Regions from separate parts of the Mus musculus genome. Here regions 1 and 2 are each linked to region 3. A link is a contact called in public HiChIP or PLAC-seq data. All regions are on one chromosome and are shown on one strand. The core of a region is the stretch at or near the end of the contact, and the rest is flanking DNA. Distances in the headings are between cores, read along the strand shown.

Region 1 (3,934 bases), core at 362-2,861, 390 kb after region 3:
CTCCAGTGACCCTGTTCTAAACATGAATTAATTTAATAGAACTGTGCCTAGCTAGCCTAGGCATACAGCTTCTGTTTTCTTAATATCTGCCTGGTACATAGCCCAGGAACCACTAACCATTTACAGCAAACAGGAAGATGGCGGGCAGGGGGTGTCCTAAAACCAATCATTTTATCTTATCTCCTACTGTGCCCCTTCCTACTACCCTTGTTCCTTCCTCATCTAAACTTCTTCCACTCTAAGCCCCCACTTCTCCAGAGAGCAGCTCACTTTTGCAAGTCTGATTTGAACCTGACCTGTGCAGGGGTGGTTCTCACATCTCTGGCTTTTCCCAAGACAGCATCTCTCTGTCCCCAGCTCTCTGGTGCTCCATCTTATCCTCCCGTGGTCATTCCCACCCTGCCTTTAGTCACTTGCTCTCCTTTTCCCTTCATGCTCAACCGGGTCCACGTTTCTGATTGCCTTGTAGATTACGGTGTTAGGGTTTTTTTTTTTGGGGGGGGGTGTCGTCTCATGTAGCCCAGGCTGGCTTCTGACTCACTATGTAGCCAAGGATGTCTTTTAATATCTTATCCTTCTGCCTCCACCTCCACACTCCTGGCTGGCCTTGAACTCACGCCATTCCATCTCGGCCTTCTGAGTGATGGGAATATAGACCCGTGCCGTGTGTGGCCTTCTGTTTGAGCCCAGGTCCAGCTTTCTCTTAGTGTCTAGCGTCATTGATGTTCCCCGGTAGCATCCTTGGTACACATTCTTTCTCCTAGTCTTATTCTATTGACTCTTTTGTTTGCTGCACTGCTTTCATGTCTCTGTTTAGCCTCATCAACAGCTCTGGGTTTCCCTGCTGCGTACCTGCCCTTATGGTGAATTCTGGGAGAGACTTGGAATGTACACCCTGGGGTGAGGGGTTGCTTGGCAAAGGGGAAGACTACCATTGAATAACAAATGAACACAGACACAAACTCTGACTTAGTATTTCTTTGCCAGACACGAATCCAAGCCCTTTACAGTGTTTTCTGGCTTTACAAATGCTTTAGTTTTGTAACATCCCTGACTTATAGATAAGGAAATGGGGACACAGTCAGGCCAAGCAATTTACCCAATGTTACACAGAGGTGAATGGTTGAGTTAGAATTTAAGTCTCAGCCTTTCCTTATGCTCAGTGCTTTGCTGAAGGTTGATGGCTAACAAGCAAAGGATGAGAAAGTCACTCATGCAGATATACACTTGCAAGGGAACGCCTGCTGCCCTTGCTCTCTTCCTGTTTGTCCTTCCAAAGAACCCATCTTTTATAACCAGAGAGTCTACTAGAGAGCTAAGACTCCTCATTTTTTCAAGTTCCTTACAGTTCTGTGAGTCTTTCCCAGTCTCATTGCCTTCTTTTCAGTTTCCCACAGCACCCAGAAGCTAGAGAGAAGGGATTTGACCTTTTTAGAAAAGACATCTGATTGTAGATTTATAATCTTGGTACAGAAATCAAAATGCAGTTGTATACTCTGAAAGCAGTGCAAACATGGCTGCCAAATGCCTGCTGCTCAGAACTACAACTCCCAGAATGCAGTGCTGGGGAAGTTTCTCTGACCAGGGTTTGAAACAACCACACTGGCTTCCTTGTAGTCCAACCTCCCAAGCGGCTGCTGCTGCTGCTGCTGCCATGAAGGCTCTTCTAGCAGAAGCAGGTGCAGTGTTCTGCCTCAGATCTGTGCTCAGGGAGTTGGAGACTGGATTTCTCACATCACCTTCCACTCGGCTGTCAAAACCTGACCTTCTCAAAGCCTTCTGGGTCTTTATCACTTCCTCTCCTTAACTTGGTGCTTAAGTGCAGTGATTAAGCAGCTACCTAAGGTAGAGTGATTAGTATGAATAATTGCCCCAGACAGAGAATATTGTAAAGGAGTGTTTCTCTCTTGCCCCTTCGCTAACTTATTAGGCGAAGTGAAATGGGTTGGAGAACAGGGAGCCTCAGGTCTCTAGTTTCAAAAGCAAGCGTATAGGCTGGAGGGTTATTTCATAAGGAATCTCTCACGTCCTTTTTGCTAAGTAGAAGAGGTATGAATCCAATGGCCCCTGCAGCAGCTGTTTCTACCCTTTTAAATATCATTTTCTGGCCTGGCGGTGGTGGTGCATGCTTTTAATCCTAGCACTTGGGAGGCAGAGGCAGGCAGATTTCTGAGATCGAGGCCAGCCAGGGCTACAAAGTGAGTTCTAGGACAGCCAGGGCTATACAGAGAACTCTGTCTTGAAAAAAAAAAGACCTATATATATATATATATATATATATAGTTTTTTTTGTTTCTTTTTTTTTCTCAGAATATTCTTTGTACTCTGAAATATATACCTCCCCAACCATTGCAGGTTGTCTGTTCTGTACCAAATTACATTATGTCTGAGGCTGGTGGGTTCAAGGCCTGAACTGCCTTAGGCTTCTGTTGATGCTCTCTCAACACTGCTGACACAAGTTCACCTTCCAGGGATGTGTGCCAGGTTTTGGTTGTTTGATCTATTGAGTCAGAGCTTGCCAAGTAGCCCCAGTTAGCCTGGAACTCACTATGTAGATCAGCGAGGCTCAAAGTGTGTGCAGTTGCTCCTGTCTCTGCCTTGTGAGTACACAAGGGATTACAGGTGTATACCACCTTCCTTACCTGGTGATAGTTCCTTAAGAACTGAGTAGGTAGATGGATTGAGTCATCGGAGAGACTAGGCAGACTCCAGTTATCAAGGAATTGGTCTCTGTGCGATTTTGATGAAATAGAATGTCCTCTTTGGTAGGCACCAGCTTTCTGCCTTCTGTCTGCACATTTGATTGTCAGCCCAGGCACAGAGAGAGGATTGAAGGCCACACGATAGTCAGAGGGAACTTGTCAGGCTTCTGAGTAAAGAGGACAGTGCGATATCTGTGGTGTGGCACAGTCCCCATGCTCTTGGATTTGTAAAGGAGTCTAGTGGGGGTACCCTCATTGAGTAGGAGAAAGGTCTCTCCTCTTCCTACCCCCTCGCCCCCAGTAGATTCAACCATGATCATAGAATGGGACTTATTAAAAAATTCATCAGAGTTACAGAAATAGATGTGATAGAACCTTTACCTGCTGAGTGAGCTATCTGTCTATCTATCTATCTATCTATCTATCTATCTATCTATCTATCTATCTATCTATCGCCTCAGCCTCTTAAATACTGGGATTAAAGGCATGAATCAATCTCCTTGGCATTAAATTAGAATTTGTTTTGTTATTATTATTTGTTGTTATTATTCCTCGACCTAAATTCTATTACTGGTTGAGGATTTTGGAGCATTTAAAATATTTTGAATTAGAACGGTTCATCTGAGAAAACCTATGTAAATATCTCTAAATCTGACATACTTTTCAGATGTGAAACATTTCTGCTCCCCACAATTTCAGGTAAGACAGACAAAACAGGTACTTTCAACTCATAGAACACGTGTATCAGGTGTTTGTGGTGGGATGAAAAGTGCATCTTCAGGCTCCAAGACCTGTATCTCTCCCTTGCCTTAATCTTAGTTTGGATTGTTGAATTAAGCGTTGGCAAGGCACCTTGGTCTCCTTTCCTGCCTAAAGCGAACATGAATGAATTGCTGATTCTTTTTTTTAAATCTAAAAAGCAGTCTCCACTGGGAATTCGTCTCAGTCTGGACTCCAACTTTGAGTTCTAGGATTAGCCATCATAGGACCCTTCTTTAAATGTGCACACTAACTTTTTGATGATCTCAAGCTCCCTCCTAATTTTTTGATAATGTTTTATCTCATAATTGGCCATCTTGAAAAAAGAAATCTCAAAGGCAAATTGCATCAATTGCCATTTTGTATATTTTTAAACTAAAAATTATGTTTCATATATCATTATCACTATGTATGTGCTTGATATGTTTATATATGAGTGCTGGTGCACATGCGACAGTGCACATGGAGCTCAG
Region 2 (3,967 bases), core at 925-3,424, 390 kb before region 3:
GTTTGAATAGAGAAACCTACTATTTCATATATAGTTCCTAGTCTAGTTCTTATAAGGTACAGATTTTCTCAGAGAATTGTTCCCCATTGGCCCTTGAATGACCTCTCTCTCTCTCTCTCTCTCTCTCTCTCTCTCTCTCTCTCTCTCTCTCTCTGTGTGTGTGTGTGTGTGTGTGTGTGTGTGTGTGTGTGTGTGTGTATAGCACAGTACATATTCATTACCTTCTGACATTAGAGTCATGGGACAAATCTGTGATCACCAATACAGCACCCAAAAGCTTGGGAAGCTCTTGTTTCTTCTTTGTTCTCTTGTCTGCGCTTACACAGCCCATCTATAACAGAGCAGAGTAGAAAGGAGCTGAATTAAGTAAAGCAGGGAGATCCTGGGCCACTGAGGACGGGAAAATGTAATGAGGACGGGGCTAGGCTGAATAGCCGGCCAAGGTGGCACATGCCCATGATCCCAGCACCAGAGGCAGAGACAGGAGGACAGTGAGTTCACAGAGACGTTCTGTCTCAAAACAAAAGGGCTGGGGAAGCACACAGGGGTAGAGTGCCTATCTATTGTGTGCAAAGCCTGGGTTTCATACCCATTGCCTCAAAGAAAAAGACAGCAGAGGCTAAATCAGAGATGTGTGAAAAGACGCCAGTCCCTTCCTTCGTCCATTTCTGCCTGCCTCTTATCTTAGCCCCCCTTGAGGGAAGGTATGGAAACTGAGGGATGGAAACACTCTTCTCCCAAGGCTTCCGGGTGACAAGCCAACCTGCAGGGATGACTTGAAACAGCACCTAGTCTATGTGAACTCCCTGGACAGGGTGTACCACAACACTTCCCTTCTAGACCGTGCTTCTCTTCTCTCTCTATGAAGAGCTTTCCTGTGTGTTAACAGCTGTATGCAAGGCATGTTCATCTCATTCTGTCCTCCATAGCACCATCTCTATTTTTCAGGTGAAGAAGCTGAGGAACAGTGGCCAGGGCCATGCTGTGTGGGAGCAATAATGCCAGACCAGATGCCCAAACCAGTGGCTATTGCCAGTCACCAAACTGTGAGCCCTGATCGGGCTTGGGGTTCAGAACAATGGCCTGATGGGAAAGGAAGAGGGTCTACCTTATTCATCTTCCCACCCTCGAGGCTTTTCTGCTCCCTCCTCCTAAACTCTGAGTTCCATCCTTCCAGAGTATCCATGGGCTGGTACCGTCACACCAACCCCAGCAGCTACGGTCCTTAAGTCCACAGCGCACCTCTCCTACTTCACATCTGCCTTTGACCTACAAGCACAAACCCACTGCAACAAAAGGAAAGAGCTACAGGGGCCCAAGCCTGTCTCCTCCTCCATGCTCCCTCTTCTCCCCCTCCTTGGGCCCTCCTCCATCCCTGCCTCTTCAATACAGGAAGGCTTTTTAACTCCTTCAAGGTGAAGCAAAGGACAAATGGCTCCCGGGTGGGGTCTGGACTATCCCGAGTTCTTCCTGATGGGCCCAGGAGATTGGAAGTTTCAAGACCTTTTCTTACTTCCCGTCCTTACAGATCATGCCTGCAAGAGCAGTTCCAGCTCACCCTGCAGTTGTTGTTCACAGGCAAGAGTCATCTTCCCCAGGTGTCAAAGCCTGGGAACAGGAAAACACAGAGATTAGCAGCTGGAGGGGCCTGAGCTCAGTTAAACCAGTCCCTAAATCATTTCCCCTCTTTAGCACTCCATCCCATCTACCCGCAGTATTACCGGTGGTCGGCAACTTTACACCCTTGGGTCTAGCTTATTTCCCTGTAGCTGTGATAATGCCATGACCAGAAACAACCTGGAGAAAGAAACTGTTTACTACATCTTACAGGTCAGTCAGTCGGTCTTTGAGGGAAGCAAGGACAGGCTCTCAAGATGAGAACCTGAAGTGGGGAACTGAAGCAAAAAGCAACGGCAAATTGCTGCTGATGGCTTGCTCTCTCTCTGGCTTGCTCAGCTACCTTCTGTCTCTAACTCAGGACAGTCCAGGGATGGTACTACCCACAGGACCCACCTACATCAATTAGACATACCCACAGCTGTGTATCAGGTTGACAATGGAAGTCAATTCCTTAAAGTGAGTTTGATTAGATACTGTATCTATCTTACCCTTAAGCCATAAGGCTGGGTTGGGTTCGAGAGCTGCTGTCTCTAGGGGCCTGCAAGGCCTGATTCATACCAGATGTTTTCGTGGGGAAGAGAGCCAGTCTGGCTGTATCCTCTCAATCTTCATCCCAGCAGCACTGCCAGGAGTTTGCAGTTTGCTGTTTGTTTGTAGCAGTGAAGAGAGGCAGAGATACCTAGAAGAACAATGGTAGTTTCAGTTCTTATGAACGGACATCCTTGCCCTCAAAGTATGTCTTACCTGACAGTGTACTCATAAAATGGTCTAGAATATATATCAGGCCAGATGTGAGGTGTCATGAAAGGCAACTCCTAATTTTCTCATCCATGGAAGGCTGGCTAACTTCCCAACACTGTGGTAGGACACACATGCAATCCATGGAAAACACTGGGCAAACCAGGGTTACTCCTAACCGAGAACCAGGCTCTCTGGGGCACTAAGCCAGATGGATGGACCTGGAAACAGAAGACTGCATCTGTGAAAGACTGTGTGCATGGTTGGAATACCTCTCTTCAACTTACATGGGGCTGTATGCTAACTTTCCTCTTCTAGGGCTGTAAAGCCTACGTTTTAATTTATTTCCTGCTTCATTTTAAACTTTGTATCCCTCTAATGTGAACTAGGCCAGTGAGTTCCAGGACAGCCAGGGCTATACAGAGAAACCCTGTCTCAAGAAACAAACAACAAAAAAAAAATTGTTACATTTTATGTCGGGCAACTTTGTCATTTCTATCTAGCTAATGTGCTTCCTAGTGAGTGACCAGGTCTCAGTTTGAATGTCTTCCTCTTATCACCAGCTTCCCTGCCCTGCCCTGCCCTGCCCTGCCCCGCCCCACCCCGCCCCGCCCCGCCCCAGTGTCCTCTTTTTCACTCTCATTCCCATTTACAGGCATTATCTCCAGCATCTCCTTTAGCATTACCACAGTTTAACACGATCTTATTCGGCATTGCTATGTTTATGTCTGCAAACTATTCTGTATCCTGAGCTCTGTACCGACTTTGAACCCCATCATTTATTAACACGGTATACTTTAAATCTTTATTTAACCTGTGCAAAAACTGAAGTTTATGGAGTTTAAATTACATTCCTGTTTAAATAGCTGCAGCAGTTACCATCAGCTGAAATACCCAACAAAAGGGAGGGAGAACCTGTAGAGACCATATCCAGAGGTTAGACAAGGGGATGGGGTCAGGGGATGGGGCCACCCACTCATCTCCAAATTTTTAACCCAGAATTGCTCCTGTCTAAAGGAAATATGAAGACAAAGTGTGGGGCAGAGACTGAAGGAAAGGCCATCCAGAGACTGCCCCGCCTGGGGATCCATTCCATATACAGACACCAAATCCAGACACTATTGCTGATGCCAAGAAGTGCTTGCTGACAGAAGCCTGATATAGCTGTCTCTTGAGAGGCTCTGCCAGAACCTGACAAATACAGATGTGGATGCTGGCAGCCAACCATTGGACTGAGCACGGGGACCCCAATGAAGGAGCTAACCAAAGAGTACACATGGAGGGACCCATGGCTCCAACTGCATGAATAGTAGAGGATGGCCTTATCTGGCATCAATGGGAGGAAAGGCCCTTAGTCCTGTGAAGGCTCGATGTCCCAGTGTAGGGGAATACCAGGGCTGTGAGGTGGGAGTGTGTGGGTGTGTGGGTGGGGGAGTACCCTCAGGGGGGTGGGGGAAGGGTTAGGCAGTTCTGCTGGTTTCTAATTTTTCTAGGCAGCTGCATTGGTCTTAAGGTTTTTGCAGCTCGACCTTTATTGTTTACACTAGAGCTAATAGAGGCCTAGTGAATCTGGTCAGTTTCAGGGACTTCCTGAAAATTTTGAGTTGTT
Region 3 (4,022 bases), core at 395-2,894:
TAGTCTTGGCACAAAATACTTGCTTCACAATTATTCAAAGTCCCTCAGGGCAGCCAGTTCTGTGACACTTATGCTTAACATTCTGCCTTGAGAAGAAAAAAAGGATTTCATATACTGATGAGGCAGCCTGCTTTAATTACTTGTCTGCTGTAATTAACTTGACCATGATGATTTGGGCCTGTGGTCTTTCTCCTCTCATCTTTGGGATTAACTAGACCCCGGTAACTGAATTAAATAAAACTCGTGACTGAAACCAATCACTAATCATATACGGTCCGAGTTCTGTTCTTCTGGCAGCAAGGCATACATACATATCCTGTGCAGGTTAAATAGCCCCAGCTCCTCCTTGGGTGCCACCGTCCCTTATTTATTTTCTCATTGCTGTTACAAATGGACTTACAATCAATAACTGCTTTTGTGACAAGTACCACCCGGTTTACAAGGCAACACAGCAGACTGACACACAAACAGCATAGTACCAGAAACGAAACATACCATAAATACCTTTTGGAACAGCAATTCTGAAATGCTTTGTGTACAAGATGACAACAAAAACATTAATCTTACTATTTTACAAATGTCAGTTTGGCTTATATATTTTATTGAAACGGTTATTCTTTAAACATACACATTCCTCCTCCTGCATTTTCTTACAAACATTTATTATTACTTTTTTTTTTTTTGCTTTTGCCCATCAGTTTTTTGTTTGTTTGCTTGTTTTTGTTTTTTCCTTTTCTATTTGTTTCACATTAAAGACTCAGCTGGCTTGGTTTGCAAAGTCAATGGAATAAGGTTTGGAGCCAGTCATGGCTTTTGCTCCATCTTCAGCTCATTCTCTGTCTTATTTAACCGCGAATGGCTGATGCTGAGGCTCTGTCGTTACTAAGACTTCAGTGCCTTATCTCTCAGAATTTCTCAGCTCCCAGTATAATGTTTGGCGTGTTTTAATGCAGTTTTCCATTGGAAAGAGTTTCCAAAGTAATTTGGATATTCAGTGGTATTGGTTTCTAACAACACGTTTAAAGAATTGGAATTTCCTTTTCAGACAAAGGGGACTGATCCCTGCTTGCAAAGCACAGGCAGGAAATCCGATGCTCAAAGGCAGGGAACAGTGAGAAAATTGCTCCTGACAGCGCAGCTGCAGCCTTCATGGTAAGCTTGCATGGCTCAGGGACTCCAGGAATGAGAACGCTCAGAATTATATAGCAGGAGAGACATGTTGCTTGGATACCATCCTCCAAGAAGGATAAAGTGTAATCAGAGTAAGGGGCTTAAAATAAAAATCTTACAATGAGATAAGAGTTAGTATAAGAAGCATTCAAATATGCCGGTTCTCTCAAATGGACAGGCACCTGTGTTGTTTCCTCAATGTCTCTTATTTCTACCTCTTTAAAAGGAAGACAAAACTCAGGTTAGGACGGTCACTTTAGCATGCACAAAGCCCACCCAAACGAACCCCAAACAACTTAACGCAAGCATCATTTCCCAGGCACTTTAGAAGGAAATGTGTGTACATCCTGTGAGGATGCTCTTATGCCAATTAAACGTAGGAATAAGAAGCCAGAGACACAGGGCAGTGGTGAGCCTCAACCTTTTCCTGGAAGCATCCGAGTCCTGCTCCAGAGAACACTTCATCTCAGCAGCCACAGCACTTCCGCTTTTCTCTAGCCTTTGCCCTGGTCAACAATAGGAAATGCTCCGCTCCACCCACCACGACCAGCTGACTTTGCTTTGTTCTTTGAAGGGCTCATTCAGGTTTAGCAGCTGTGCCTTAAGTGCCCTAATCTTCAAAACCTTCTAAAAGGCAAGTTACTTGTCCTGGAAAGGCTGCCTTTTTTTTTTTTTTTTTTTTTAAACATTTCTCAGACACCTTTCTTCTCCTTGTGTGAGTTGTTTGATACTTTTGCTGGTAGTGAATCCTTTCTGCTAATTCCTTCCCAAGCGCCAACGCCAAAAATGTTAACAGCCTTGAGCTGAACCCACTCCCACCGCCCACCACCCCTTGTTTTGCTCACCACCTACTCCCTAATGGCAGTTTACTCCTTCCAAGTCTCTTGGAGTCTACCGCTGAGAAGAAAGACAGCGAGGATACCGTTCAACCTCTCAGCGGGGAGAGGGCCATGGGAGGGGTTTGGGTTTCAGTGCCTTTAGGAAATGATTGCTGAAAATTTAAGGCCTAGAATCATCAAAAGTCCCACATTTGCATCCTTCTAGAATGAAAGAATCGCCAAGTTTTGGGCCAGTATCAAATGTCCTTTGACCTACTGAGAGAAAGGTCTACTCTCCCTCTCTATTCCAAGCAGTCTTGAAATTCTGGTTGCTCTTGTTCCCAGAAAGAGGAGCAGGAAGTGGTATGCAAGGGGATCTTTCAACATCCCTGAGAGACTTTCTCTAGAGGACTGTCCCTAAGGACATTCATTAAGTGACATGTAGTGAGTATTTGTTTCTCCTAGAAACATCCAGCAGAGAAGTCTTTAGGGGAGTCAGTCAAATTGGAATAAAGAGCCACAACTGCCCCGGGATAATCGTCTTGATATCTGTTGTCAAGCCTCTGAATATCAAAAAGGAAAGCTCTTCAGAGAATCATGTCCCATCTTGGTTGGACTCCCTCCTTAGTTATTATTTTAGGGTTCGACGGAAATAGGAAGATTGGCTGTTGATGAGGTAAGAGAAAAGTCCCTTTTCTCTGTCTCCCACATTGCAAATCCTCCCCAACCAACGTTCAAACCTTATGACACAAGAAGTCAAGTCAAAGTAGAAAAAAAATGTGTTTCCTTCTTTTTTTTTTTTTTTTAATGTGAATTTCTTAAACGCAGTTCTCCCAGTACATGTTGCAGATAGGTATATTATAAGGCGTGGGCTTCTGTTTTGACTATCTGAATAATCACACTAATCCAATAAATTTGCAGAAATGAATAGAAAATTGATCTACGAGATTCCCGCTTCTTCTTGACTGTGGTGACTTGCAACATCCTAGGTAAGATGTTTCAGGTGTGTGCAGCCTCACCTTTCCCTTTATTTTCACCAAATAAGCTTGGGCCCCTCCTCCCCTCCACTCTGTCTGAAGGCACAGTGAGGTGCCTTTAGAGATAGATGGTCAGCCTCCGTCCTTGTGTTTGTTTGGTATCCTATATAAGGAGGGTACTCATCAGAACTGGTCCGTGCCATTTCTGCAGCTACTTAAGTGAGATCGTATCTGGCTGAGGGGCTTGCGTGGCTGGTGGACGAGCTCCAGTGACTAGGCTAAGATCCTGACTTTGGGGCAAGCGCAAGTCAAGTCCACTCTAAGTCAGACAGTTTGGAAGGCTTTGCTCTGGCTGGGCGTTGTGCTGAGTGTGGTTTCTGCTTTGGTCAGGGTCGTATGGTGGACTTTCTTTGGTTCAGAACCTCTCACTTCCGGTCCTATGAGGCTGTATGCCTGCGGGGCTAGCCCGGGCTGCTGCGGCGCTGCTTCACTCGACAGCGTCCGCTGGCTTCTGGAGGCACTGTTCCCGGTGGAGCGGGTGGAGGAGGAGCCAGAGCGTGAGCTCCGGGAGCCTGAGGAAGAGGAGCTAGGCTTCACAAGGCGGGCTCGGGGCGCTTCGGCGTCTTCTCTGAAAGCGGAAAAGTGAACAGATAGCAAAGATAAACTTTAGTACTGCCGGGGCTGGGTTGACGCTCGTTAAAGTTACTTCCTCCTGAGATTTTTTTTTTTTTTTCCAATAAACTCCTCAAGCCATAAACCTCCAAGGCAGTCAGTTAAGGAACTGAGCAGTTTCTGGTTTCCTAAGACTTAATGCTCAGTTTAGGAAAATGTTTGTTGAGTGACTGCCAGAGAGGTTGAGCCAGTTGCACCAGGATACAGCTCAACAGGAGACTTTGATTGCTTTGATAGAATTGCTTTGATTTGGGGGTTTGCGTACTTAAACCCTTTCATGTCCTGTGGGTTATACCCTTTTTATCATCTACCCTTGCTAAGTGGAAGTGAATCAGAGGTAAAGCTGAGACTTAAGCTGGTTGGTTGTTAGCATGACACAAGCTAG

Evidence for each region. HiChIP or PLAC-seq counts read pairs in DNA pulled down with a chosen protein or histone mark.
Region 1: a contact with region 3 is called in an H3K27ac HiChIP or PLAC-seq map of embryonic stem cells, with 2.9 times the contacts expected there. The contact joins two enhancer-like sites. A contact is called at or near these places in 1 of 39 promoter capture datasets (hippocampal neurons), 2 of 484 Hi-C or Micro-C datasets (embryonic stem cells and memory CD8 T cells), 7 of 115 datasets of contacts at active chromatin or transcription factors (embryonic basal ganglia, embryonic forebrain, embryonic stem cells and 2 more) and 1 of 9 other capture datasets (pancreatic islet).
Region 2: an H3K27ac HiChIP or PLAC-seq map of extraembryonic endoderm stem cells shows a contact between it and region 3, with 7 times the contacts expected there. The contact joins two enhancer-like sites. A contact is called at or near these places in 1 of 39 promoter capture datasets (liver), 1 of 484 Hi-C or Micro-C datasets (extraembryonic endoderm stem cells), 4 of 115 datasets of contacts at active chromatin or transcription factors (bone marrow-derived macrophages, extraembryonic endoderm stem cells, forebrain and 1 more) and 1 of 9 other capture datasets (adipose tissue).

What each region holds. Positions count from the first base shown.
Region 1 is chr9:40,394,953-40,398,886 of GRCm38.p6, reverse strand. All of the region lies in intron 2 of Gramd1b (GRAM domain containing 1B), which reads left to right. Among named protein-coding and RNA genes, the nearest start is that of Gm51668, 20 kb to the left of the region's middle. Within about 2 kb of position 1,611, at least 137 of the 459 cell types and tissues checked have an H3K27ac peak or open chromatin away from gene starts, as enhancers often do. A contact at or near this core is called in embryonic basal ganglia, embryonic stem cells and forebrain, where this site is marked.
Region 2 is chr9:41,171,583-41,175,549 of GRCm38.p6, reverse strand. It overlaps Gm35657 (a long non-coding RNA gene), which reads right to left. Exons shown (of 8, transcript XR_870644.1): 4 at 2,109-2,299; 5 at 1,559-1,608; 6 at 222-331. Among named protein-coding and RNA genes, the nearest start is that of Gm35657, 15 kb to the right of the region's middle. Within about 2 kb of position 2,174, at least 20 of the 459 cell types and tissues checked have an H3K27ac peak or open chromatin away from gene starts, as enhancers often do. A contact at or near this core is called in extraembryonic endoderm stem cells, where this site is marked.
Region 3 is chr9:40,781,878-40,785,899 of GRCm38.p6, reverse strand. It overlaps Clmp (CXADR-like membrane protein), which reads right to left. Exons shown (of 7, transcript NM_133733.5): 7 at 581-3,593. The coding sequence ends at 3,290. Among named protein-coding and RNA genes, the nearest start is that of Hspa8, 17 kb to the left of the region's middle. Within about 2 kb of position 1,644, at least 171 of the 459 cell types and tissues checked have an H3K27ac peak or open chromatin away from gene starts, as enhancers often do. A contact at or near this core is called in embryonic basal ganglia, embryonic stem cells, extraembryonic endoderm stem cells and 1 more, where this site is marked.